Regions from separate parts of the Sus scrofa genome. Here region 2 is linked to region 1. Evidence: chromatin contacts called from public HiChIP or PLAC-seq data. All regions are on one chromosome and are shown on one strand. Each heading gives the region's core, a stretch centred on a gene start, on an enhancer-like site or on the middle of the called end of the contact. The rest is flanking DNA. Distances are from core to core; before and after follow the strand shown.

Evidence for each region. HiChIP or PLAC-seq counts read pairs in DNA pulled down with a chosen protein or histone mark.
Region 2: an H3K27ac HiChIP or PLAC-seq map of skeletal muscle shows a contact between it and region 1. The contact joins the enhancer-like site here to the promoter of RHOF in region 1. A contact is called at or near these places in 3 of 5 promoter capture datasets (fetal skeletal muscle and liver), 5 of 47 Hi-C or Micro-C datasets (alveolar macrophages, blood, embryonic fibroblasts and 2 more) and 2 of 2 datasets of contacts at active chromatin or transcription factors (alveolar macrophages and skeletal muscle).

The regions. Positions count from the first base shown.
Region 1 is chr14:30,893,317-30,900,070 of Sscrofa11.1, forward strand. It overlaps RHOF (ras homolog family member F, filopodia associated), which reads left to right and starts at 3,084. Exons shown (of 5, transcript NM_001123190.1): 1 at 3,084-3,221; 2 at 3,528-3,615. The coding sequence starts at 3,084. It overlaps LOC110256740 (a long non-coding RNA gene), which reads right to left. Exons shown (of 6, transcript XR_002338657.1): 5 at 6,176-6,434; 6 at 5,596-6,028.
Region 2 is chr14:30,974,502-30,981,255 of Sscrofa11.1, forward strand. No RefSeq gene overlaps it. Among named protein-coding and RNA genes, the nearest start is that of MORN3, 14 kb to the right of the region's middle. Within about 2 kb of position 3,125, at least 57 of the 83 cell types and tissues checked have an H3K27ac peak or open chromatin away from gene starts, as enhancers often do. A contact at or near this core is called in alveolar macrophages, embryonic fibroblasts, fetal skeletal muscle and 1 more, where this site is marked.

The sequences.
Region 1 (6,754 bases), core at 1,834-4,333:
GGGACCTCAAGGAAGGTTCAGTCTCTGTCTCACATGAGGTGGATGATATCCCAGAGTGTTCTGATGCTCCTGGGAAGCAGAAGCCTCAAGCATTGATGTTGATTTCCCCATCCTAACTTATACTGGCCAGACTTTGCCCTGACAAGACAGAAGTGGACCTGCCCATAATAGAGCCCAGGCCTAAATTTATTTGTTCATTCCCATAAATGTCACCTGCCAGCTCTCCTAGGCTTCTGTGTCTAAATAGCTCTGTGGCAAGCTCGAATTTAAAGATGCTTTCTTACCCTCCTAAATCTCTCCAGGAATTCCTGGTGAATAGAGGAATGACACCGGTCCTCAGAACATCTCGCAGGTAAGAGAACAGGGCTTCCAGAATGTGTGGGCGTTCCCAGTGCCTCAGCTGGCCTGTCTGGCCCAGCGCCTCTGTGGAAGCTCTGAGCAGTTGGCCTGGCTGCTGGATATTTTTAGCTACAGATCCAGCCCCTACACCACCACAGGAGCCAGGTCCAAATCCAACATGCTCCAGGCCGGGTGGGGTTGGGGCTCTGCCAGCCTCTTGGCCAGGCAGGGGTGGGTGGGCAGGCTGGGCCCAGCATCAGCTGTCCTGCCTGGACCTGGGCCGGGCTGAGAAGACTCACTTTTCTTCTTCCTTTCTCTTGGTTTTGTGTAAGTCATTTGTTCTGGCATAAGTTGAAATCTATTTCTCAAGACGGGAAAAATGGAAACTGAGATCTGAGGATTTTGAGGAAAGTCAAGAGCCTTCCCCTCCCCCCACAGGCTGGAGTGAATGACACAGTTTGCTCAGAGTGGGTGACCCTTCTAAGTGAAATCTCCCAAGGTTCCTCCAGGTGAGGCAGTCTTACTCTCCCAGCCACTCCCTGAGCTTCGGGGTCCCTGATGCGGGGCAAGCCTGAGGCAGCCAAAGGGAAGAGGCTTGTGCCTGGCTCAAAGGTAAGTGCTTCCCCCGCTCCCTCCAAGCCCTCTTCCATCCTCTCCCTCCCTAAGTGATGCCCCCCCCCTCCGCTCCAGTGGTCCTGAGGAATCTCACTTCTGACATGTATTTGGACCTGTTTCCCTCCTCTTTTGCTAGCTTCCAGCTGCCACTGTGCACCCCAGCCCTGTCCCAGCCTCACCAGCCAATCACAGCTCCTCCCTGGTCATGGGAAAAGCTTTGTCTGGGCTCCTCTCCTGTTAAGAGCCTCTGTCCAGCACCCCTCTTGAGCCTGGCAACCAGGCCTCCACGATCTAACCCTGGTTACTAACTTGACAATCATGTCTGGCCTCCCTCACTCCCCAGCCACTGCCAAACCTGATATGATGTCTAGCCACCATACACTTACCCAGGCTGGGTACCCATCCTACTTCTGCTGGCCTTTCCTGCCAGCACTGACAAGCTTGGTTCATGTGCTGCCTGCCTCTCAACCTTCTCTGAACCCTAGAGGCTCTGGTGTCTAAATTGTTCACATCTCAGAACGCTTCCCCCAAGACTGAGTTCCTCAGAGGCAGGAACACAATTCCCTCTCAATAAACTTGTGCTGCAAAAAAGGAATGAATGGATGGCTGTTAATTCGTCCAGGAGTGCTTGACCCAGCAAATGTCTTCTGGCCCAGGGACAGGAAAAGGCTTTCCACTTAACTACTTTGAGCTGGCCCTTCTCTTCCCAGCGCTGGGCTCTTTGGGGACTTCCAGGGGTGGTCGCTGCTGCCATCTGGTGATCAGATCAGGCCTTGCAGCTGTTGAAAACCTCCACCTGGCATTTATGGAACTGCCAGGTTGGCAGTTTCCTTTCCGTAGTAGAGTTTACCTGATCCTTGTTGAGAACTTGGAAGTGGGGAATCTTCCAGGTGAAGTGGGGTTAAGAAGATCCTGAGTGCTGCCAGCCCTTTCCTGAGGGAACTACTAGTGGTCCTACCCAGCTGGGAAAGACCTCTCTCGCCTAGCCATGTCTGGGTACTTGCTTGGCATGTACTTGCTCCAGGGGTTCCCTCTGCCACTCCTGACCTCTGGGCAAAAGACAGCCCGAGGTCGCAAGGAGGTAAGGGTTGGAAGGCAGGGGTGATCTCAGCCAGCCATCCTGAGAGTACCTGTCCAGGGCCAAGGCTCAATAAATAGCTTTGGTGAGGAGTTGGGAGGGATGGGGAGAGAGCTTGGGATTAAGGATGTGTGTGGCTGCTGGCTGAAGAACACAAATTTCTTTGTGGGAGAGGGGTTGTTAGTCTCCAAAGTGGGCAGAACAGGGCCCAGCTGATCTCAACTAGATCTACCCTCGCTTTCCCCGTTCCCTCCTCGACGAAGTCTTGCTTGGTTCACGGTTCTGGGCCTTGCTAGAAAGAGGCTTCAGCTTGCGTGGTTTGGGGCCAACCCTCGAAAGGGTATTGTTCTGGGGCCGCTCACCTGTTTCCAAATTCGCGGCGCCGAGGCAATCGCCCGGCAGAGGGCGCCAGACCTCCACCTTTGGGGGCGGAGTGATAGGTAAGCGTAACTGCTGATCCCCGCACACAAGCAGGTATCTGATGGGCAGACACGACCTCCATACCCTGATCTTCCCTGGCACCGCCGACGCTACTTTCTTGGGGGAGAGGTCAGACTTCCCCTAGGCCACCTAGTTGGGGCGGGGCAAAGCTGAGAGCTTGAGATCTAGACTCCTCGAACCCGCTGGGAGACAATCCGCCAATCAAAGGGTCCTTGTCGGATTGGAGGAGGCCGAGTCGGCCTATCAGAGGGTCCGTGCCCGAAGACAGTCTGCCAATCAAAGGTGCTGGGTAGGGAGGAATGGAAACGTCGTATCTTGCCGGTTGGGGGCGCGCCGTGACTAGTGGGGGGGGAATAGGAGCTGCGCTTGCGGCTGAGCGCTTTTTCAGTTGCCTCAGTTTCCCTGGGAATGAAAAGTGAAGACTGGCCTGAGACCCTAGCAGGAAGGAAACAGGCTGGGAGGTCGACCCGGTTGACTGCCTGGCGGAGGTGGTGTCTTTTTCCGAGGGCGGGGCTCATTTTAGCCCCGCCTCCGGGCCCGCCCCCGCTTCGTTCGCTCAACCCCAGCGCTCTTCCCTGCGCGCTGCCGCCAGTGCTGCCGGCTGCGGGCTATGGACACCCCTGGGGCCCCGGCCCCGACCGCCGCGCCAGGCCCGGGCCGGAAGGAGCTGAAGATTGTGATCGTGGGCGATGGCGGCTGCGGCAAGACTTCATTGCTCATGGTGTACAGCCAGGGCTCCTTCCCCGAGGTGAGGCCCGCCCCGGGGTGGGGGGGAAGACTGGAGGCAGGTAGGTTAGGGGCGGTGGGGATGGACTTGGGACCACTGGGGACGAGGAACGGTCTTCAGCTTGAGCCCCGGGTCCAGGTCCTCAGCATCCTGCGCACGGAGAAGCGGCTGTCACCCCGGGGCGCCCCCTCGGGAATTCCAGAGCCTAGCAAAGAGATGTCTGGGCCCAGCAGAATGAGGGGATGAAGGTGGAGGATGGGGGTCCAGTTGGGCCCTGGGCTCCCGTCGCACCCCTTAAGAACCACAACCCGACCCCTCCTCCGACAGCACTATGCCCCATCCGTGTTCGAGAAGTACACAGCCAGAGTGACGGTGGGCAGCAAGGAGGTGACCCTGAACCTCTACGACACTGCCGGTGAGTGCGCCTGCGCAGCCGGGGTCCTAGGGTCTGCCGGAAGGGTTTCCCTGACCGGCATCCCCCGCGGAACGTCCCCGCCCTCCAGTCTCTCTGGGGCTCTGACATCCTGTCACTCCTGGAGGCCGCGGAGGGGCGCTGGCTGGGAGCCAGTTGACCACCGCCTAGCTGGGTGGTGCTGGAGGCCGAGTATTTGGAGGAGGTGAGCTCCAGGGGCACCTCCTAGTGCTGATGTCCTCCCGGGAGCTCACAGCTTCGTTCCTCTCCTGTGGTTCTAGAAAGCCGTGGGCTTTGCTTCTGCTTACCAAAGTTTCAGGATTTTGTGTGCTACATGCTGTGATCTCTTAAGATTCCGTGGGCTTCAGATTTGAGTCCCCTGGTGCGTACGATTCAGTGGGCTGCATTTCTGGGTCCTATGTTCCAGAATACTCTGTGACTCCAGGATTCTGTGGCCAGCAGTCCTGAGGCTCCAGGGCCCTATGGGTATAAATTCTGAATCTCGTGTTTCTGGGATTCCATGGGCATGGATCTGGAACTCTGTGATCTACAATTTTGAGCCTGTGATTCTAGAATTCTGTGGCTACAGTTCTGTTTCTTCTTGGTTCCCTGGGAAGGAATCAGGCCCTGAAGAAGGAACAGAGCTGTGGCGGGGGGAGGGGGGGGGCGGTTGGCTGGCAAAATAAGGCTCTCTGCCACCTGCAGCTCCTAAGGCAAGTGTATTTATGCTAATTGCGGCACAGTCATTATCCTTCCTATTGTTGGGGGATGGGTGGGAAGAGCATGGCCAATGGAAGGATTTGGGTACCTAGTACCCTGGGGGAGCTTCCATGCTGCCCTGACTCCCCTCTTGGCTGAATCAGCACTAGGGGCAAAGGTCAGGATTCCCAGCTGGGGCCTCACCCAGCCTCTGTGACTCAGTGTTTAGTGACCTGTGTGGAACCATGTCATCAGGTGCTCCTTGCCCTGTTAGCCAGGCCTTGTATGTTGGAGGTGAAGTCTTCTGACTGGCCTTGGATGGGGCTAAAATCCAGGATCACCTCCCCCCCACCCCACCCGCACAAGGCTGCCCGTAGTATCTCTCATTCCACCCCGGAGATGATGGGGAAAAGGGCTCTCCCTGCCCCACCTCCATTCCTGACTTTGTAGGGGTGTGTCCCCCCACTACAATGGCCTCTAGGGACCCTCTCTTGTTGGATGAGGGCCCTGCAGGGCTGGCCCCAGACCAGGACCAGGCCTCCAGCCTTATGGACTGGGAAAGCCAAAGGCTTCTGAGGAATTCCCAGGGCGTGGCCACAAGAGCAGTAAAAATTGTGGCATCTGGAATGCTTTTAGTTTCACATGTTCCTTGTCCCAGACCCAAGTAGGGGCAGGTTCATTAACCCCACTTTGTGGGTGGGGTGCTTGTAGAGTAGGGAGAGTCGGAGCGAAGCTTTTAGTTTCTCCTCGGTCCTCTGCCCTCACATCCCCGGGGTTCACTGTTCACTGCAGCTTCCCTCATCAGACCGAGTGCATGGACCACTTCTGGTCTTTCTGGCCTCACTCAGAGAAAGACACTCAAAGAACTTATCAGAGTAGATTGTCCTGTGGAGGTTCTGGGAAGGATTTTCACTAACAGCCACAGTGGGAGGGATAGGGGAAGTCCTTCCCAAGTCATCAGAAGCAGAGACCACCGGGGGCCATGATGACCCTGCCTACAACTTCCTGCCACATGCTTCGGAGTCAGTCCTGGGCTTTGAAGCCAGCCCCCTTGGCTGTGTCACTGGGGACACCTGGGCCTCAGTTTCCTTCTCTGTAATCAGGGCTAAAATAGTCATGAGGATTAAATCAGATTCTTGTGATGTACAGCACTTAGGTCAGGGCCTGGCTCTTGGAAGGGACTAAGTGCCATCACTGTGATTTTAACTCCCTGCCCCCCCCCCACTGCCATTCAGGCCCAGGCCCGAGCCCACGCCTGTTCTTCTGAACCCTGGCCTACCAAGCTCTGTGCCAGTCCCCACCCCTGCTTTCCCAGCGGGACCGTTCCAGGCAGCAGAAAAGCAGAGCTGGGGTTCGAACCTCTTGGTGGAGTCAGTCCCAGAGGGAGAAGACCGGCCTCACAGTCAGCAGGACAGCCCAGGAGGGGTGCTCTGAGGGGAGAGACATGGCTGCTCCATCAGGGGTGTCTGCTGTGACTGAGAAAGTCTCACTGTGGGGAGGAGCTGAAGGAAAGCCTGGGTCATTCTTCTTCCATCCGCCAGTACCAGCACGGCTGGTCCTAGAGCGAGGCTTGTGTAATGAATGAGTGAGGAAGAAGCCTGGGTGCAGAGACAACCCTGGAGAAGGTCCTTTGTGATAAAGATGATGAGTCTCATCTCTCCCTCTGGGGTGGACAGATACCAGGAGACAGTGGCAGGAAGGATGGCCAGGTGACCAACTAGAGAAAGACAGAGACTAAGTGAAGGCAGAGACCAAGATGGAGATGAGTCTAGTAAAGGTTGTTGTAGAAAGTACTAGAACCTGATGGGCTAAAACCTATGGCGGGGGCACAAGGTGGGGGCAGGGGAGCATCCCTCCAACCAACCAATGGTGCCCAGGCCTCTGGTATGCTGAATTTCTCCACACCCAGGACCTTGGCTGCAGGGGTCTGTGTGGGAGGACAGTCTGGCCACTTGTCTCCATCCTGCGGAAGCAGTTACAGACACTGCAGCGGCGGCGGGAGGGTGGATGGAGGGGTGACGGAGCTCTCAGTGCTCAAAGGTGAAGAGGGGCAGGGGCTGTGAGCACCCATTGCCCTAGCAGTTCATCTGCCGGCAGGAAGCTGCGGTGAAGTCTGACGTTTCCTGGGCAGAGAGGGGGAGGCGGGATGTGAAGACACCAACAAGAGACAGAGCTGTCTGGGCCCTGGGGTGGGGCCCAGGGTTGGGGCCTCGCAGGATGGGGTGGGGTTGCACTGGGAGGTGGCGAGCTGTGGTCCCCTTCCCAGCCTGAGGTGGGAACAGTAGGAAAAATGGGGGGCAAAGCAGTTGCTCAGACCGGAATCAGGGACAAGAGGGGTGTCTAGGAGCCAGGAGCCCTGGGGCTGGGGAGCTGATGCTGCTGGTCTGTCAGAGCCAGGCTGCCCCAGCCCCAGCTACTCCCATCTCCAGGGAGGAAATGCAGG
Region 2 (6,754 bases), core at 1,875-4,374, 81 kb after region 1:
CTGCTGAGCCATTACAGGAACTCCCTCCCATTCTTTTTTTTTTTTTTTTTTTTTTTTTGCCATTTCTTGGGCAGCTCCCACGGCATATGGAGGTTCCCAGGCTAGGGGTCGAATCGGAGCTGTAGCCGCCCAGCCTACACCAGAGCCACATCAATGCCAGATCTGAGCCGTGTCTGCAACCTACACCACAGCTCACAGCAATGCCAGATCCTTAACCCACTGAGCAAGGCCAGGGATCAAACCCGCAACCTAGTCAGATTCAATTCCGCTGAGCCACTAAAGGAACTCCCTCCCATTCCATTCTATTTTATTTTTTATTTTTTTGTCTTTTTGCCGTTTCTGGGGCCACTTCCGCGGCATATGGAGGTTCCCAGGCTACGGGTCTAATCCGAGCTGTAGCCACTGGCCTACGTACGCCACAGCCACAGCAACGCAGGATCCGAGCCACGTCTGCGACCCGCACCACTGCTCACGGCAATGCTGGATCCTTAACCCACTGAGCAAGGCCAGGGATAGAACCCTCAACTTCATGGTTCCTAGTCAGATTCGTTAACCACTGCGCCACGACAGGAAATCCCCATTCTATTTTAATCAAGACAGTCTCAGCAACATCTTCTCAGATCCACCTCCTAGAATAATGACAATTAAAAAAAAAAATGGAGTTCCCTTCATGGCTCAATGGTTAATGAATCCGACTAGGAACCATGAGGTTGCGGGTTGGATCCCAGACCTTGCTCAGTGGGTTAAGGATCCGGCGTTGCCCTGAGCTGTGGTGTAGGTCGCAGATGCGGCTCGGATCCCGCGTTGCTGTGGCTGTGGCATACGTAGGCCAGTGGCTACAGCTCCGATTAGACCCCTAGCCTGGAAACCTCTGTATGCCTTGGGTTCGGCCCTAGAAAGAGACAAAAAAATAAAATTAAATTAAAAAAAAAATTTTAAATAAAAATAAACAAACGGGACTTAACTAAACTTAAAAGTTTCTGCATAGCAAAGGAAACCCTAAACAAAACGAAAAGACAACCTACATAATGGGAGAAAATATTTGCAAGTGAAGCGACTGACGGATTAATCTCCAAAATTTATAAACACCTTCTGTAGCTCGATACCAAAAAAACCAACGACCCATCAAAATATGGGCAGAAGATCTAAACAGACAGTTCTCCAAAGAAGACATACAGATTGCCAAGAAACACATGAAAAGATGTTCAACATCACTCATTAGGAGAGAAATGCAAATCAAAACCACTATGAGGTACCATCTTACACCAGCCAGAATGGCCACGATTAAAAAATCTAAAAACAGCAAGTGCTGGAGAGTGTGTGGAGAAAAAGGAACCCTATCACACTGTTGGTGCAAATATAAATTGGTGCAACCACTGCGGAAAACAGTATGGAGATTCCTCAGAAAACTCAAAATAGAATTACTATTTGATCCAGCAATCCCATTCCTGGGCATCTATTCAGAGAAAACCATGACTCGAAAAGACAAATGTACTCCAATATTCATTGCAGCGCTATATACAATAGCCAAGACATAGAAACAACCTAAATGTCCATCGACAGAGGAGTGGCTAAAGAAGATGTGGTACATATACACTATGGAATATTAGCCATTTAAAGGAACAAAATACCGGCATTTTTAGCAACATGGATGGACATAGAAATTATCATGCTAAGTGAAGTCAGTCAGACAATGAGACACCAACATCAAATGCTATCACTTACATGCGGAATCTAAAAAATGGACACAATGGGAGTTCTCGTGGTGGCGCAGTGGAAACGAATCCAGCTAGGAACCAGATGGCGGGTTCGATCCAAGGCCTCGCTCAGTGGGTTACAGATCCGGCATTGCTGTGACCTGTGGTGTAGGTCGCAGACGCAGCTTGGATCTGGCGTTGCTGTAGCTATAGCGTAGGCTGGCGACTACAGCTCAGATTCAACCCCTAGCCTGGGAACGTATATATGCCATGGGTATGGCCCTAAAAAGAGTCTCTGTACTCACTTTACACCATCCCGTCTACCTCCAAGAACTTACCCAGGTTACTCCTATGCCTGAACCCTGCAGTCCTTCCCGAGTGTGATTTCATCAAGGGCAGGGGTTGAATCTTATTCACCTTTGAATCTCCAGCATCCAGCACAGTGTACATACAAAAAAGATAACATGTTTTCCACATGTATCTACGGAATTAAGTTGGTGAAGTGACACATGGGACTTTCAAAACATCTATAATTTTACATCACAAAATCACATTTGCCTCTAGGCAGACTTGTTTCTTTTTTGGCTCTTATTCAACATATTTTCCTAAAGATTTCCTGTCTAAGGAGTTCCTGTTGTGGCACAGCAGAAATGAATCAGACTAGGAACCATGAGGTTTCAGGTTCAATCCTTGGCCTCACTCAGTGGGTTAAGGATCTGGCATTACAGTAAGCTGTGGGGTAGGCTGCAGATATGACTCGGATCCCAAGTTGCTGTGGCTGTGGTGTAGATTGGGAGCCGTAGCTCCAATTGGACCCCTAGCCTGGGAACCTCCATATGCCGTGGGTGCGGCCCTAAAAAGACAAAAAATAAATTATTAAAAAAATATATATTTCCTAAGATTTCTCACTAGGTCATACCTTTCTGTGTGTGAGACTCTGTACTCTATTTTTTTTTAGTAACACTTGTTTTCAACCTGGACATTGAAAGTCCTGAAGTTTTTTTAGAAATATAAGAATTCACGGGGCAAAAAAAAAAACTTAGGGAACTCCTCTTTTTCCCTAAAAACTTTACTTAAGACACACATAAAAGAATAATCTTGTAAAACCTTTTTAAAATCGAAAATTAAGTTCCCTGTGATCACCTCTTGGCTCTGCAGCAGGGTATTAGGGACAGTCCCCAAATACTGCTTTCCACTCAGCTACACTTGCCTTTACCGCATTTTCTCCCTCCGCCCTTTGGCTTGGGAACACCATCCCGCCCACTTCCGGCAGAGACAACCACGACGCAGGCGCAACTCCCCAACCTTCAGGTCGAGTGCTGAAGTATGCGCATGTGCACGAGGGGGCAGGGCTGGTTAATTGCGCGGGAGAATGTAGGTCCAAGGAACTCACGCGACTGTCTCCGCCCATCTAAATAGGCGGGCGGAGCCAAACGTCTCCTAAAGGTTCAGGCTACGCACGCGCACTGAGTGCAGGAGCGTGGCCTAGACCAAAGGTAAGCCTCTACGCATGCTCATTTAAATAAGGCAAGCAGCTTCTTACGTCAGCTCCTTAGCCCGCCTCCTTTCTCTCGGGTTTACCCCCCTTTGACATTTAAAGGGCTGGGGAGCCCCTTTTCGCCAACTTGCTTTTTTTTTTTTTTTTTAATTAAGTATTTATTGAGAGCCTACAGTGTGCCAGGCCCAGCTTACATTGTACTTTATGTGCATTTTTCAGTTTTCCCTTGGTAATAATTACGTTAATTTTTTTTTTTTTTAGTGCCACACCCATGGCATATGGAGGTTCCCAAGCTGGGAGTGGATAGGAGCTGTAGCTGCAGCCCTACGCCACAGCCACAGCAACTCGGGATCCAAGCCAATCTGCGACCTCCACCACAGTTCATGGCAATGCAGGATCCCTAATCCACTGAGCGAGACTAGGGATCAAAACCACAACCTGGAGTTCCCGTCGTGGCGCAGTGGTTAACGAATCCGACTAGGAACCATGAGGTTGCGGGTTCGGTCCCTGCCCTTGCTCAGTGGGTTAATGATCCGGCGTTGCCGTGAGCTGTGGTGTGAGTTGCAGACGCGGCTCGGATCCCGCGTTGCTGTGGCTCTGGCGTAGGCCGGTGGCTACAGCTCCGATTCAACCCCTAGCCTGGGAACCTCCATATGCCGCGGGAGCGGCCCAAGAAATAGCAACAACAACAACAACAACAAAAGACAAAAAAGACAAAAGACAAAAAAAAAAAAAAAAACCACAACCTCATGATTAGTAGTCGGATTCGTTTCTGCTGCGCCACAACGGTAACTCCAATATGTATATTTTTGAGTAAAGTTCTTCTCTTGGCCCCACTTGTATCATTTACTACTTTTGATGCTCTTCTCCAAAATAGGAGGAGATGCAGTGTTCTGAGCAGGTCTTCCTGGATCAAGAGGTCTGAGACTGAATCCATTTCTTTGCTCTTTTGCTCTGTGTCTTGCATAACTTTTGTGAATGTAAGCATTTGCATTTTGTTTGTTTGTTTTAGGCCTCGTCTGTGGCATTTGGAGATTCCCAGGCCAGCTGCAGCCGCTGGCCTACACCCCAGCCGCAAAACACAAGGTCCGAGGATCTTGCAACATTAGATCCGAGCAGTGTCTGCGATCTACACCACAGCTCATGGCAATGCCAGATCCTTAACCCAGTGGTCAAGGCCAGGGATTAAACCTGCAACCTCATAGATACTAGTCATGTTCATTATTGCTGAGCCATGATGGGAACTCCATTTTTAGAGATTTTTTAAAATGAAGATAGGCTAACTACCCACCTCATAGGATTGGTTTGAAAAAAAGTATGGAGGAGTTCCTGTCGTGGCTCATCGATCAATGAATCTGAGTAGTATCCATGAGGTTTCGGGTTCAATCCCTGGCCTTGCTCATTGAGTTAAGGATCTGGCATTTTCATGAGCTGTGGTGTAGGTGACAGAAGAGTCTTAGATCTTGCATTGCTGTGGCTGTGGCATAGGCTGGCAGCTGTATCTCCAATTTGACCCCTAGCCTGGGAATCTCCATATGCCCCGTGTTCGGCCCTAAAAAGACAAAAAAAAAAAAAAAAAAAAAAAAAAAAAAGGTATGGAAAGTACCAAGTACTGTGGCTCTTGCCAGCTATCTAGTAAATAAATAGCAATCATTAAGTGGAATTTGTCAGAAAATAGTTTTATAGTTTCTGTAACGTAATCCCAGGTGGTCCTTCAGGAGGATTTACCTAATTGCCATGATGGCTAGCAGTTGTCATGGTGCCTCTTTCTCCACAGTGTTGCCATTTTTCTAGTCTAGACAGTATGTAATGGTATGGCAGTGTTCTTTTATTTCTCTAATTGCTAGTGAGGTTGTGCATTTTTCATGGGATGATTTATTAGCTGTCTTTTTGTAGCTGACAACTATTTTCAAACACCGTAATTTCCACTGGCTTATCCCTGCAGACATTATGTTAGCTTCTGAGAGAGCATTTTGCTGATCAGTTAAAAAGGGGGGGGGGCGGATTGGGGAACTGTGGGCAGGAAATGGAAACTTTCCAAGGAAAGGATAGAGAACTCATCCCCAAGCAGTGCTGTCAGGTAGAACTTTCTATGGTAAAGGAAATGTTCTGAATCTGCCTGTGCTGTCCCCTAGGATAGCAAGTTACCATATGTGCCTACTGAATACTTGGAAGGTGGCAATTACAACTGAGGAATTGAATTTTTTTGGGGGGGGGGCACACCCGCAGCACATGGAGGTTCCTAGGCTAGGGGTTGAATTGATTCAGAGCTACAGCTGCTGGCCTGCGCCACAGCCACAGCAATGCAGGATCCAAGCCGTATCTTCGACCTATACCTCAGCTCTTGGCAATGCTGGATCCTTAACCCACTGAGCGAGGGCAGGGGTCGAACCTGCAACCTCATGGTTACTAGTCTGATTCGTTTCTGCTACGCCACAATGAGAACTCCAGGAATTGAATTTTTATTTCTATTTAACTTAAATTTCAATAGATATTTTACCAACAGCCAATTCATTGATGGCCTTACAGTGGAGATCAAGAAAGGAGAGAAAGGATGGGAAAAGAGGGGCCCTACAGAGTGCCTTTATAGTGGCCTCATACTTTTTTGAGAAGGAAAAGCACATTTTACTGAGGAGGCTGTAAAACATTTAGGTTCTTGAAGTTCCCATCGTGGCACAGAGGAAACGAATCCGACTAGGAACCATGAGCTTGGAGGTTTGATCCCTGGACTTGCTCAGTGGGTTAAGGATCCGGTGCTGCCGTGAGCTGTGGTGTAGGTCGAAGACAAAAGACAAAAAAAAAAAAAAAAAAACCACAGGAGTTCCTGTCATGGCTCAGTGGTTAATGACTCTGACTAGGAACCATGAGGTTTCGGGTTCCATCCCTGGCCTCGCTCAGTGGGTCGGGGATCCGGCATTGCCATGAGCTGTGGTGTGGGTCGCAGACGTGGCTTGGATCCCGCGTTGCTGTGGCTCTGGCATAGGCTGGCGGCTACAGCTCTGATTCCCTAGCCTGGGAACTTCCATATGCCGCAGGAGCGGCCCAAGAAATGGCAAAAAGATTAAAAAAAAATAAAAAAAATAAAACACAAAAAAATTTGGGGTCTTGTCTCAAGGTCTTACATCGTTTTTTAATACTTTTTTATTATAGCCGATTTACAGTGTCAAGGTCTTACATCATGACATTAGGATTATTTTTCAGTACTACTACAGCGCAGATAAGTGGCTCAGCTGAGCACAACTGTTTGTTTTCTTTTTAGGGCTGCATCTGTGGCATATGAAGATTCCCAGGCTAGGGGTTGAATCACATCTGTAACTGCCAGCTTGTGCCACAGCCACTCCAACACCAGATCTGAGCCTCTTCTGCAACCTACACCACAGGCTCACAGCAACACTGGATCCTTAACCCACTGAATGGAGCCAGGGATTGAACCCAAGTCCTCTTGGATAATAGTTGGTTTCTTAACCCACTGAAACATAATGGGTTTTGTCTAACCATCTGTTTTACCACTAATTCCCCAAAGATGCAATAAAATCCTAAAAGTTACAAAGTTGGGGGG